2 separate regions of the Mus musculus genome follow, and region 2 is linked to region 1. Evidence: chromatin contacts called from public Hi-C data. All regions are on one chromosome and are shown on one strand. The core of a region is the stretch at or near the end of the contact, and the rest is flanking DNA. Distances in the headings are between cores, read along the strand shown. Region 1 overlaps Gm51693 (a long non-coding RNA gene). Region 2 holds the start of Dclk3 (doublecortin-like kinase 3).

Evidence for each region. Hi-C and Micro-C count contacts between places; a contact is called where the count stands out from the background.
Region 2: a Hi-C map of muscle stem cells shows a contact between it and region 1, with 1.7 times the contacts expected there. The contact joins the promoter of Dclk3 here to the enhancer-like site in region 1. A contact is called at or near these places in 1 of 39 promoter capture datasets (maxillary cranial neural crest), 3 of 484 Hi-C or Micro-C datasets (the HL-1 cell line, cerebral cortex and muscle stem cells) and 1 of 115 datasets of contacts at active chromatin or transcription factors (embryonic stem cells).

Annotation. Positions count from the first base shown.
Region 1 is chr9:111,402,290-111,409,360 of GRCm38.p6, forward strand. Gm51693 (a long non-coding RNA gene) reads left to right here. Exons shown (of 2, transcript XR_003948254.1): 1 at 1-132; 2 at 245-4,153. Among named protein-coding and RNA genes, the nearest start is that of Gm51693, 4.2 kb to the left of the region's middle. Within about 2 kb of position 3,767, at least 5 of the 459 cell types and tissues checked have an H3K27ac peak or open chromatin away from gene starts, as enhancers often do. A contact at or near this core is called in muscle stem cells, where this site is marked.
Region 2 is chr9:111,435,129-111,442,199 of GRCm38.p6, forward strand. Dclk3 (doublecortin-like kinase 3) reads left to right here and starts at 3,953. Exons shown (of 5, transcript NM_172928.5): 1 at 3,953-4,224. The coding sequence starts at 4,137.

The DNA of each region.
Region 1 (7,071 bases), core at 2,517-5,016:
GATCCATGGAGAACTGGTCTCTCAGCCAACTGACCCAATTGGCATGCATCTTTAGCCTCTGGTGATTAAGGAGTCTCACCACTAATGTTTTCTGGACAAATTCTGTTCACCCCCAGATCGTCTTATGACCAGGTAATCTTGGCTTTCTCTTTTCTACCTTCCTGCTTGAAAGCTTCCTTGCCGTGGGGTCTCACAACTCCTCCTCACAATGCCCCCTTCCTGTTCCTCTTCCTCCTTTTCCTAGGTTTGCCTCAGAAACAACAACTGCCACTTATGGGCAGAGTCGTTCATGCTGGCTTGCACAGTCTCTTCCCAGTGACTATCACAAGCTCAGGAGGGAAGCCGCTGCTGCACCCACTGTACAGGTGCAGGTGGGGCCCAGAGAACCCTTCAAACCCGATGCTCAGCATTCCGTCTCCAGCCACTCCATGTAACTCTGGATCACGTGGATGCAGGGTGGAGATGTTCGTGAAGTTAAGCCAACCTTTCCTCCGTTTTCCATGCCACTGCCAGACCAGTGTCTTCCTGTCTTCAGTCTCCTTGGAGCAACGTCAGCATATTTCCAGTTCTCTCTTTCTCTCTCTCTCTCTCTGTGTGTGTGTGTGTGTCTGTATGTGTGTTAGTATGCACACATGCACATAGGTGTTTGATAAGGCTAGCATAGGATGTAGGATTCCTGGGACCCAGAGTTACAGGCAATTATGAGACACCTGACCTGGGAAATAGGAACCAAACATGAGTGTTCTGGAAGTACCATGCTCTTAACCACAGCCATTTCTCAGGCTCCTCTGGCTTTTTTTATGCTGTTCTTGCAGGTGCTAATGGGAGTGGAAGGACCTGTTTTCTCATGGACTCTACCCTGGAGCTCTGGTTACCTGTTCAGGTGCAGGATGAGCCCTTTACAGAGTCCATTTCTTTTTTTCTGTAGGAGAGCTCTGAGGTAAGCCCAGTGATGGATTCTGTCATCTAATATAGTCTAATATAACAGCATTGGGCACCTCCAAGGAATGGAAAGCATCACTCACTTGCGAAATCAGGTGACTTCACTAGGGGACATGGAACTATATGAGTCAGAGCTGGGCAAAACAGACTTCCTGGGGCTAAATGATGTCAGAAGATGCCAGTATAGAAGGCAGGATACGGTCTGTCATTCTGAGACTTTGTGGTCTTAAGGCCAAATATCAGGGTCCTTTCAGCCCAACGTGATGCCCTTGATCTGTTGTTCAGGCTCATCGGCACTCTGCTCTGAAGAACTCAGGTTAGCCAGTGCTCCAAGGCGACCTGCGCTTGCAACAGCTGTGCTTTCCCAGAATTCTAGTATTACTTCCATCAAGAGCTTTCCAAGGGGCTGGGAATGTAGCTCAGTTGGCAGAGCGCTGGACTGGCATATATGAAGCCCTGGGTTTGACCTCCAGTGCTGCATAAGACCAGATGTAGTAGTGCATGCTTGTAACCCCAGCGCTTGGGAGATAGAGGCAGGAGGATACGTTCAAGGTTATCCTCAGCTACACAGTGAATTAGACGTCACATTGACTAAGACTTTGTCCCCAAATAGACATTTCCAGGTTGACATTTTCAAAAAGGATTACTTATTTTTGGTGCGTGCATGTGTTGTTGCATGTCAGTTCATGCACTCCGTGAGTCCCTGGTGTCCACAGAGGCCAGAAGAAGGTATCAGACTCTTTGAGGTTACTGGAGTTACAGATGGTTGTAAGCCACCACATGGCATCTGGGAACTGAATCCAGGGCTTCTGGAAGAGCAGGCGGTGGTCTTAAACCACTGAGGCATCTCTCCAGCCACCCCCAACCCAACACGTAAACATTTTAAAGCAAAGTTAAGTCCTTTTAGAATATAAGTAGATCCTATTTAAACTGACAGGACACATGCACTGGAGGAGGCAGAACATAGCTCCTAGGCAAAGCTATAGAGTAGGTACAATACTTGTAGTCTGTCTGTCTGTCTGTCTGTCTGTCTCTGTGTTTCTGTACATGTATGCAGGGAACTGGGGCACACAGGAGGAAAGGGTGCATATGAGTGAATTTCTTGCCCATTCCTTTCCTTCTTTGCACTACTTTCAAAGTTTAAAAAATATGTATGCAGGCTGCCTGAGGGTGTCCAGATGGAACTAAAGCCACTGTAGCTAAGTCCAAACAAACCAGAGTCTGGGAATGTTTCTGAGACGCAGCCCTTGGCCAAGGAACGAACTCTGTTTCGTCTACCCTCGCTACTGGGGATATTTTAAAAAGAGAAGTGGGAGCATGCAACATGAAGGGATGGAAAAATTCGTTCGTCATCTTTGTGCTGACAGGAGTGGGTGTGTGTTGGAGGGTCATGCAGGCAGAGGGACATTCTGCTCATTGTTGGGTGGGATGTCTGTCCTTGGCTTAAGGGGAAGGATAGGGGCCTTCCTGCTCCGGCAGTTGCCCTAGTATCAGTAACCAGGGCCTCATTTAGCAAGTGTTGGGGTAAAGCAACTTCTCCCTTGTTGCCGCCCAGCTACAGACTGCCCTAAGTTACTCCATATTGTATCAAACTTTGCTCTCAGGCTGTGCCTTGCCTTGAGAGACTCCCTCTTACAAGCAGTATTTGACTCCATTTTGAATCTATATAAAGAGGTAGGGTGACTCTGCACCTCAGTGGCCATAAAAACAGCTCTATGTGACACACGCACAGTGTCAATGTCCAGCTCCAGCAGGATGGGTGGAGTCCGTGAAGATTGAGGAATCTGACCGCTGTTGTCTTTTTAATAAATGGCTTGAATAGCTCAAGCCATCGTTATTCACATAAGCTCTCAAGCATTCGAGCACCAGCAGTTTCAATTCTTTCCTCTTGAATCATTTCCTAGGAGTCATTAATGTTTAGCCATTTTGTTTCTCTTCCTCTTTTCCCACTCCTGTGTCGTCATTAATTGGCCTTTACCGCATATCTAAGCATCAGTGTACCTTGACTTCATATCTGAGCATGAACTTTCTATTGTAAGCCAAGTGATTCTATCTAGCCAGGCACACCTTCTTCGTACTGTACTTAGGCTGGCGACAGACATGTGGTTACAGAAATGGAAGACCAACCTCTGTGGTCAGTCTTCATCAATACGATGCTTTCATATATTTGTGGTCATCAGAAAGTATGATACCCTACATAGAACAATATTTTCCAGGTGCAAGTCTAATTTCTATGGCCCACATATCATTTTAGTGAGAGCAGTAGTTGTGGTCCTATTCTTTATACATTCTCAAAAGGGTAATGATTTAATACCTAACTCTTAACTGTTGGGAACAAGCTTCTATTCTTTCTGGCAGTCTCTGCTTGCTCTTTTACCTCCAAGGGATAGGAGATTTAGATTCCTGTGTTGATGTTTTTGACACTGGAGTGATGTCTGACTTTTTACATCCTTTATTTCTTCCTTATATGTCCTATCAGTTCTAATGTCATCTTTTAAGGAGCTATCTCCTAAGTTCTCAACAATCATCTCTTGTTTAGAACAGTTAAGTAAGCAAGAATCATTAATCTCAGCGAGTTCCTCTCGCTTACTCAAGATGACCGTAGAAGCAGTCAGGGCTGTCAGGGAGAACCAATTTCTGTTTTTTGAGGGAAAAAAAACAAAAACAAAAACAACCCCCCCCCAAAAAAAACTCCTGGTTCATCATAAATTCAGCCATAACCATGACTAACAAAGTGAAACTAAAAATTACCACAAGAGAAAACACAGCAAAAGCCAAGAGAGCCTGGAGCATGTGTGCCCCCTAGGATCGGTGTGGGCTCTGCAATATTGTTCCCACAGGTCCTGGCCAAGTAGACAGGGCTCTCCACCAGCCTCGCATTAAGGAGCTCCGTTTGCAAAACACTCATTGCAAAACACTCATGCGCCGTTTGTAGAGATTACCGCCTGGCTTTTCTACCACCACAAGGCACAGGGTGATAGATCGCCTACTTCTGAAAGTAAATGGGTGCCACTCTGTACATTTGTTAAGGTAGATTGATTGGTTATCCGCACATGGGCATATTAAAATTATACCAGAAAAATCAATTCCAAGAAGTCAGCAGGCACATCAGACGAAGGAACAGGTACAACGTGCTCCCCTGAACCCTTTAAGGAGAGACCACCACCACATGCCTGGTGTGTGTGTGTGTGTGTGTGTGTGTGTGTGTGTGTGAAGGAAACAACAGGCAGAGAACTCTCAACTCTCCTAGAGATTTCAGTCCGATGTTGTACTGCTGTTGATAATGACAGTCCTGTTCTGCATCTCCACCCAATCCTTAAGTTTGCCTCAACTCTGACCAAGCAGCCTGACTCGGTCTTGGAGGAGTGTCAGTGTGTCTTGGAAGTGGAAAGTTACCTGAGGGCGAAACTTGGAAGAAGTCCCCCTGGACACGTTAAAGTCTCATCATCTGCTAAGACTCGAGAAGTCCAACACAGAGGCTGGAGAGACGTCTCAGTGGTTGAGAGCACTTGTGGGAATACTGGGGTTCAGTTCTTAGCACCCACACGTGGCTCATAGCTCCCCATAACTTTAGTCCTAGAGGTTCTGATGTCCTCTTCTGGCTTCTGTGGGCAATGCACAAGTGCTATGTAAGCATGCCTGTGGGCAAAACCACTCCTAAACTAAAACAAAATAAATATATTTAAAGATAAAAATGTCAGTTTTAAAGAGAAAGAATCTCAACACAGCTTTAAGAATGCCTGCTGAAACCCTTTCTTCATCGCTAACTCTAAACTTAAGATTTTCTGGAGTTTCATCTCTTGTTGCACTACATAGACATGTCCCCAGTCCTTCCTGCAAACTTAGTTTTATCTCAGGTTATAATTCTATCCAAGATTTGCTTATACCATCACTTATGAGAGAGGTGTGTGTATGTGTGGGACTCTTAACACCATATGAGAGTCTGAGGCATGACTTGAGAACCACCAAGATGGCTCAAATGGCTTAGCCTAAGGACACCGAGATGCAATTCTTCTTTGATAAGTACACACACACACACACACACACACACACACACACACACACACACACACGTGTTTGCAATATTTTTTCCCTAAGTGTCTTTGTACTTTTAGTAAACTCCCACCCTGTTTTGAATGCCTTGCCTGAAATACTTTTTCTATGCTATGGCCAAACATCTAGTTTTCCCTGATTTGAGGTTCTGAGTTGAGGGAACTCCCAAGGCTTCTGTGGCTACAGAGCAGTATCTGACCGCCAACACCCCCCCCCCCACTTTCACCATCCCTGGCCCTGTTGAAGTCCCCATCCACCCACAGCATCCATCCTGCCTGCCCTTTAATGCTCCCTCGCTGGGCACCCGACTCCAAGAGGTATTTCCCAATCCCCAGGGGTAAATTCACCTCTTTCTGCCCTGGGGATGATGCTTTGCCGCCTCAGCCTCAGAGCCTCCAGGCCTCTGTTGTAGGATTTTGGGGCAGAAGATAGGATAGGGAACTGGAGTCTGGCTTGCTTCTTCCTGCCCTGAACTATCTAAAATAGCAGTAGCTCTGAATTTGCAGCCACATAAGTGGAAATTAAATCAAATGGACAACTTTGATTCCCTTTTGCATTATGCAGAACTTAAGTGTTCTGGAGACATGCGTCTGGTGGTCACATGCCAGACAACGAAGGTACAAAGTAGAGAGAACTCCCCCCCCCCCCTTACTGCTGGAGTCCTCATGGTCAGCTCCCGACTGTCTGACCCTACATTAAGCTCTAAGCTGGCTCATAACGAATATTTGTTGATGTATAGTTTCAGAAGGAGTAAGAGATCCTGAGGACATTTGTTCAATGAAAGCCTCAGGGTCCTTGGACCTGCTCCAAAGACTTCCAAAGGGAAGTTACAGCTGGCCCTAAGGGGCAGTGGCAGGGTGGAAACGAGGAAGGGCCAGGAGCCAAGCATCTGATGTTCATCATGTCTGCACGTTTGACAGAAGGCTGGGGGTTGAACAGTCACTATTTGAGATTTGAGACACATTTTCTCCTCTAGATGAGACACATTTTCGTTCACAGTTTCACACGGGATCAGAGCCAAGAGTGTGCACTTGAGTGAGAGCATCGGAGATTGTCATAATGTCTGAGGATTGCTGTTTCATTTATTCCTTATTTCTCTCTGCTCCCTTGCCCTGCCCAGCCAAACGGCATGGTTCCTGGGAGACCAGGACACCCTGGGCCGAGGTGACACGGATGCATATGGAGGGTACTCTACTGAGATAACGAGAAGAGGCCAATCAAGAGGAAAGAGCTGGGCTCCAGGTCGTTCCCCACCCGAGTCTGGGAAATCTTCAGCCATGTGTCAACCTGAACTTCAAATAGAGGCAGCTCAAGCAAACTGGTTTCCTGGGAAATCCAGGCTCCGGGTCCTCGTCTGTGTGTGGGAGGCGCTAAGCTGTGTCAGGCTCAAACCAAGAAGCACATCACGTCCCTTTCAAGATCTGCTGCCATCTCTATAAATGCTTCAGGGAATTAATATCACAAGATGGTTTTTAGGACTCCATGATATACCATTATGCATGCCATTCGCCACAGTTTTCTTATATATCCAGCAACTGGTAGACAGATGTTTTTATATATATATTGTGTGTGTGTGTGTTATGGTGAGTGTGGCAGTGGACATGAGTGTGCCAATGCTTGTGACACACTGATGTCATTTCCTATGACCCAGAAGCAGGATTGCTAGATCACACTGTAGTTTTTTAATTCTTTGAGGAACCTCATTGCTACTCATCACGGCACTGTCAACGACTAGAATTTTCTGGACCACTCAGATGACTTCAAGGACTGTTTTACTTCTGATTTGTAGGATATAAAAGTTGTGAGGGTGGTGAGCCAACCCTTGTTGGTGTCTGGGCTGTTTGTAGAGCCACAAAAAGGCCAAGGTATAAGTCACATTTTTAGCAGACTTTTGGCCTCAAAGTGAGTTACTAGGAGAAAAACTGCTCTGGTCTTGGCTACCCTGTTTTCTCTAAGATCTTTCCAAATGTTCCCTAACACACTGGCTCTCTTTTGCTCTAACGTGTTCATATGAGCAGCCAGCAGAGCTAGACTGGCCTCTCTGCACAGGGACTCAAGGTTGGTGTCACATGACAT
Region 2 (7,071 bases), core at 2,703-5,202, 33 kb after region 1:
AAATAGGGTGTTAAGGACAGTTGTAAGCTGTCATGGGGTACTGGGAACATAATCTGGCTCCTTTGCAAGAGTAGAAAAGGCTGAACCATCTCCCTAGTCCCTGGTTTTTGTTTTTGTTTTTGTTTGTACTTTATTTTTGGTCAGCGTCTCCTATAAACTCAGTCTGGCCCCAGGCTTATAGAAATCTATGCGTTGTTAAGAAGGATAGGATTAAAACGGACAGGTTCCAGGACGTCAGACCAGAAGAAAATTTAATGAACAAGAGGAGACTGGTCATATCAGCAGGGTGAAGGAAAAAACGGATAGAAATGGTTTTCTGAGACATCCCATAGAGACAGTTCGGGGCAGTAGATCCAAGCTAGTCTAAAGAGGACAGAAGGCAGTGGGTATGTACAGGAGAAGTAGTCTCTTGGGCTGGTGACTAGCTGCAGATGTAGCTGGGGTAGAGTATTTATTTAGCTTGCATGCAGGCAGCCCTGGGTTTTAGGCTCACTGCCACATTCATTGAGCTATATCTCTAGTCCTCTGTTCCATGTAGTACATGCCTGTGTTCCAGACACTTGGGAGGTGGAGGCAAGAGGATAAGAGGGCCAAAGCCATCTGCTGTTACGTGGGAAGTTTGAGGCCAGACTGGGATACATGAGATCTTGTTTCAAAAAGAGAAATGATAATGAATGGGGGGGGGGGCAGGCAGATGACAGACAGAGACAGACAGACAGACAGACAGACAGACAGAGACAGATTTCAAGTTTCGCTGGGGAGATGAGGATGATGGTAGTGGTTTCGGGGAGGAGACATCTAAGAATATTCTGTCAATCTGATGAGGAGACCAAGTGCCCACTGCAGGCTCATTAAACAAGTGAGCTCTGTCACGGGAGAGTCCCCATTTTCTCACTTTCTGAAGCTCCCATTGGGAGTCTCTCCCCACCTCCATGTAATTCTGGGAACAGAGAGTTTTTTTCTTAGAGGTTCCATGATCTCCACCAAAATCTCTCTTCTAAGTTACCCTTAAACACACAGTGGCATCCCAGTCAGGGTAGTCTTCCAGGAAACATCTCCAAGCCCCTCCTCAACAAAGATAATTAGAATACATATGCTGGGTGGGGGTCTTCTTTCTCTGGAGAAGGCAGATCCTGAGACACGCCACGGTGAGGAGTGTTTCTGGGTAAGGCCTTGCTGCTTTTGAAAGACTTGCAAGTAGAGAGACCCAGTGTTGAATTGAGAACCCTTTTGATCACTCTCTCATACTATTTATTGGGGCAGAGTCTCTTGAACCCAGAACTTAGCTGGACAATATGGCCGGTTATGTAATCTAGCTTCCCCTGAAGATCCCCCAATCTCTGCCTCTGAAACTGGGAGGGTGAGTTGTGATTCCAGCCTGGTACTGAAGTAGGATCTGGAGATCCAAACTCTAGCGCCCAGCCCTGTGTGGCCAGTGTTCTAACCACTGAGTGGCCCCCCTCAACCCCTACTCCAGCCCCCTAAGAGATTTCCTTAGACATCCTTAAACGCCTTTGACTCTTCTGCTTAACTGGAGCTATGAGTGAGCTTACTTCCTGGAGACCAAAGTAGCCCTATGCCTTGGACAGGCTCCATGGCCACTGTTGCACTCCCTTGAGCTATGCCAAATTATCTTTAGTTCAGTGGCTTACTGTGAGCATGGAGTTCCTTCTTAGACCTCTATTTTGCATTTAAATGACTGCCTAGATCTGTATTCAATGTTTGTTTGTTTGTTTGTTTGTTTGTTTTGTGTGTGTGTGAAAAATATTTTACTTTGAAGAACTGGCAAAAATATCATTTCTTAGGTAATAGGACTGTAGCAGCTTAGATATACAAGGAAGCATTCTCTTTTAAAAAGGGAAATATACTATTGGCGTAGCTTTGCACTGTCATGTGGGACCCCAACCTCTATTTTATTGGTCTATAATATTTTGGGCTTGTCTTAAAATTTTAAGGCAACCATTTAATCCAAGAAGGCTCCAGTATTGTGGGACACCATATTAGCTAGCTTTTGCTGCAATAATCTTGAGGGACACAATAGCTCAGAACGTAATTGTTTGTAACTATGGGCATTTATCTCTGTCACTTCTAGGTCTCCAGTCCTATGGAGTAGCTCTAAAATCAGGTCAAATGTTAGCTGTAGGTTGATGCTGAGGCCTGATTCATGTTTCTCCATGTTCTCCTTGGCCAGGAGGAGCAGATCCTAGGGAGTGAGTCCAGGAGGATACACATCCAATAGCACCCCATTGGTCATTTAAGAAAGATGGCCACAATGACAGACATGATGCAGAGAAATACTGTGGTTTGAAGGGACAAAGGGTGTGGTTGTGATTTGGATCTTGGATCTTCCCCAGAAGCCTAGGGGTTGAAGGCCTACTCTCTAGCCTGTGGTGGCAGGCCATTTGGGTATGCCAATTAGTGGGAGGAAGTTAGGTCACTGGCATCACACCCTTGAAGTGATACCGGGGCCCCAGCACTTTCTTGTCTTTGCTTCTTGGCCGTCAAGATCTAATAAATAAATCTCTTCCTTCTTGTGTTCTTGTCATGACATGCTGCACCACCACCAGGGCCAAGCAAGCATGAATTGAAACCTCTGAGACTATGATCCAAACAAATATTTCTTCCATTTAAAGCATGAACTCAGGGAGCTAGGGAGATGGCTTAGTGCTTAAGAGTACTCCCTTGTGTTGGAGAGGACTTGAATTTGGTTCTCAGACCCACAAGAGATGGCTCACAAGTTGGTTGTTATAACTCAGGCTCCAGGGGCTTGGACATCCTCTGCAAAAATCTGTGGGCACCTACACCAATGTGCACCTCCCAACACATACTTGTGCACATAATTTAAAATAATAAAAAATAATTTAAAAAATTGGCTACTGGTTAGCTTATGTGTTTTGTCACAGTAATGAGACTATCTAATACAGGTAGGTGGTCTAAGTCTATTAAAAGATGGAACGAGAAATTACTCCTGTAATCTAACATACTATAGATACCATATTTGAATGCCAGGTGAGGCAGGAGGTGGAACGGGACCACGGAAAGCATCTATGAGCCTCAAAACCATTTTGAGAGTCTCACACAAAGCTTCCCAGTTATATTTCACTGGCCAAGACCTTTTCTTATTGGTTAGTTTTGGCACCAGGGCAGCTGGGAAATGCAGTCTTTATTGAGGGTTGCAATGTCTTCAGCTAAAATTGGTGTTCTGTTAATAAGGTGGGGGGGTTGTGAATATGTGAACAGTTAGTTTTCCCCACAGCATGCAGCAACGTGTGGGATAAATGCACTGTGGTGTGTTGTCTTGAGCTGAGAGCTCAAGACCCCTACTGCCGAGTGTGTTAAGCCAAACTACAGGGAAACGATGGTTATCCACCATCAGGTGTTGCTTGACTTCTGCCACACAAGGCAGGAGACTCAGCATCTGATCCCTAAAGCTCCGTCTATTTGACTCTCTTCCCCTCCTGGGTTGGAACCACTGTGTCCTAACTTTGATTCTGGGTGCAAAAAGAACGTTTTGGTGGCGTACCTACAGTTTGGCCTCTGTGCTGCAGGGAGAGGCAGGGTTGCTGGGGTTCCAGACCTCCTTGACTTGGGAGTCACCCACTGAGAGCACTGTAGAGCCTCAAGTCAAAACCAGTCCCCTAGTCCCTTAGCTGGAACAGCCTTGGCAGAGGGAATAGGGAAGGAAGGAGGGAAGGAAGGAGAGAGAAAGGAGGTAGGAAGGAGATATATGAGAGAGAGAGATATGAGAGAGAGAGATATGAGAGAGAGAGAGAGAGAGAGAGAGAGAGAGAGAGAGAGAGAGAGAGAGAAGAGATCCTGTGGGGTACTGGCTGTCCAGCTAGCTCTCCTGGAGCGCCCTGCTTGCTCAAGTTCACTGCCAACTCCACCGCCCCCGGGTGGCCTAGGGCGAGGCGGGGCGAGGCGGGGAGGGGCGGGGCGGGGCGGCGGCGGCAGCGCGGTTGTCAAGCTCGCGCTGAGGAGACTGTCCTTGCGCCGTGGCTGCCGCCAGCAGCAACCTAAAGGAAGAGGAGACCTGGATCGCTCTGTGCAGCGAGTAGTCCCGGCGCCTTCCTGCGCCCGCTTGGCCGCCGTCGGGCCACGTCCAAGAGCTGCCACCTGCAGCCAGGCCGCCAACCATGCCAGCCGCGCCGGTCCTGCGCCCGCCGCCGCCGCCAGCGACCCCCGCCCCGCCGGCACCCAGTCGCCCTGCGCCTCCCATTCCGGGTAAGTGCCCTCGGTGACTGTCGGGAACCCCACTCTGAGCGATGGGGCAGCAGAGGCAGACCCTACGGGGATGCACTGTGCAGGCATGTGTGCAGGCTTGCGATTTGAGTTCATGTGTGCTCTGCGTGAGTCTGTTGTGTGCATGTGTGTACTTGTGCAACCCCTCTACACAACGGGAAACTTGCTAGGGGGTGACACCAGCTTGAGCGGTTCCCCTCTGGGCAATCAGAACGCCATTCCTGGAAAAACATACTGGGCAGGTGCAGGAGGCTGCAGGAAGAGTCACCACAGAGGGAGCTGTCGTTGATTAATCTTCATGGGGGAGGCACTAGTCACCCAGAGACGTCCCTCATTCCATCCTTTTCTGAAAGAACCTCTGTTTTGAAGCTCTAGAGCTACCTCCTTGTCAAAGGTCATCCAAGAGTTGTGGAGAGGTTTACTGAACCCTGCTTTCCAGAGCGCTGTTTCTAGCCAGAGAGTCACAGAAGAACAAAGGGGGGTTAGAAAGAAACAGTACAGGCAGAGTGTTTGGGAATTAGCAGGCTAGATCAGAGCGGGAGAAATAGAACCATCAATTCATTTCAAATATAGCCCCACGTTTTCACTCCTTTCCACGTCTGGCTCTGGGGGCGAGGTGTGGTGGAGAAAGGATGAGGCAGCTCCCGGGCCGGGCAGAGGCGTCTGGGGACACCTTCCCAGAGTATGTGCCTGCTGGGAGTGGGGCTGAGAAGCTGTGGAGGGAATTAGGTTGTTACTTGCTCCATATAGTGAGTCATTTCTCTGCCTCACTCCTTCTGAGTCCAGACCATTCTCTGTCCTCTACTTGATGGTTGATAGCCGTCCAGTGGGAGCTAGGTCCCACTCTCAACCGCTCTTATAACATATGCTGGCATTAAGGAGACTGTTTTGGGGCCTGCAGAGGGGGGTCTGTTGGCTTTTACAGGGGTGATCTACTGGGGCTAGTGTTGGGCTAAGGATCACAGAGAAGCGAGGTTCCCAGAGCTCTAGGTAGGGACACGTTATTCCTGGGGGGGGGGGGGAGAAAGCAGAGCCCCAGGGAGGAAACAGGGCTGTGGAGTGCTGGTTTGTCTACTCCCAACTTCAGCAAAGCAAGTTCTCTGTGATAGTATTGTTAGCGCGATGCCACGGGAGGAAGGGCAAAGGGAGGCAGCTGTGATTTCTGAGTTATACTTACTGACCAGCTCTCTCTCCACAGTCCTATTGTGGCACATTAGAGCCCCGAGTACTTGGCTCTGAGCTGTAAGTCACCCCCTACCTCCACTGGAGGCTGACCTTTGCGCTGCTCAGCTGTTACATGTTCAGAGCAAGGACTGGCTGTAAGTGCACATCTCTCTGGGGCAGCCCCTGACTGACAACTAATGGGTCTTGAGGAGAACATTAGTTAGCTCACCTCCTAGGCTCCTCACTAGGACACTGAGTGAGGCGTGATGTTCTTTGTTTATCATTAAGTTTCTTTGTCATTACATGGTTAACTCCCAAGGATCTTTGAGGGTCTTGCTTCCCTCACTCGGCTTGCTTTTGGGTCTTAGCTGGCTTCTGCAGTTCTCAACCACTCTTTCCTGTGAACAACAATGAATACACTCACTCCCTGTCATAGGGATTCCTCCTTGGGGTCTGATTCTGAGAAACAACAGCAAAACCAACCAACCAACCAACCAACCAACCAACCAACCAACTAACCAGCCAACCAACCAACCAACCAACCAAGGAAACAAACCACAGAACATGGAATCATTTCCCTCCTATTCTAGTTTGCTCTTCTTTGCTGTCATAAACACCATGGCCAGAAGCAGCTTGGGAAGGAAAGGGTCTATTTTAGCTTATAGGTTACAGTCCGCTATGACAGGGAATCAGGACAGGAACTCAGGGCAAGAACCTGTGGACAAGCAGAAGCAGGGGTCACAGAGGAATGCTGCTTAGTGGTTTGTCCCTATGTCTTGGTCTTATATAACCCAGGCTGACTTGTCCAGAGGTGGCACTGCCCACAATGAGCTGGGCCCTCCCACGTTAATCATTAATCAAGAAAATGCCCACAGACTTACTATTAGTCTTATGGAGGCATTTTCTCAATTGAAGGCCCCTTTTCCCAAATGACCCTGGTTTGTGTCAACTTGACCAAAATAACTAACCAGCACATGTCCCCCCTCCCTCCTTCCCTCCCTCCCTGATTTCTTTCCATGTTTGTTTTTGGGAGGAGGCTCTCATGTGAACTAGGCTGACTTTGAACTATATATGTACCGGAGGCTGGCCTTGAACTCATGATCCTTCTGCCTCCACTTCTCGAGTGCTGGGATTACAGATATGTGCCACCATGTCTGAGAGCCTTCTCACTCTTAGTGTGCTTCCTCCTCCCACTGTTCCTTACCAGCAGCATTGGTAGCAGCAGCAGTGGAAAGCCTGCTTCTTCTAGGTCGCCTTTAGGTGAATTCACAGTGCCTCATCTTGGCTCATGGTCTTGGTGCCCAGACCCAGGACTGGCAAACCTCAGCACCATGGCCTCATCAGTGTGCCTTTGGCACAGTGCTCAGAGTTCTGGGTGGGACAGCCCTTGGACTTGGTGCTCAGAGAAGCAAAAATAAAGTGGAGAGTTGTTCTGTTGTCCCAAGCTCTTATATCTCTGTGTGTGCATATGCATGCTTGTGTTTGTATGTGTGTGTATGCATACATGTATGTGTGTATGTGCATGCATGTGCCTGTGTGTGTGTGCATGTATATGTGGGTGAATGTGTATGCATGTTTGTATGTGTATGTATCTATGTATGTGTCCATGTGTGTGTGTCTATGTGTATATGCCTGTGTGTATGTATGAATGCATATGCATGTTTG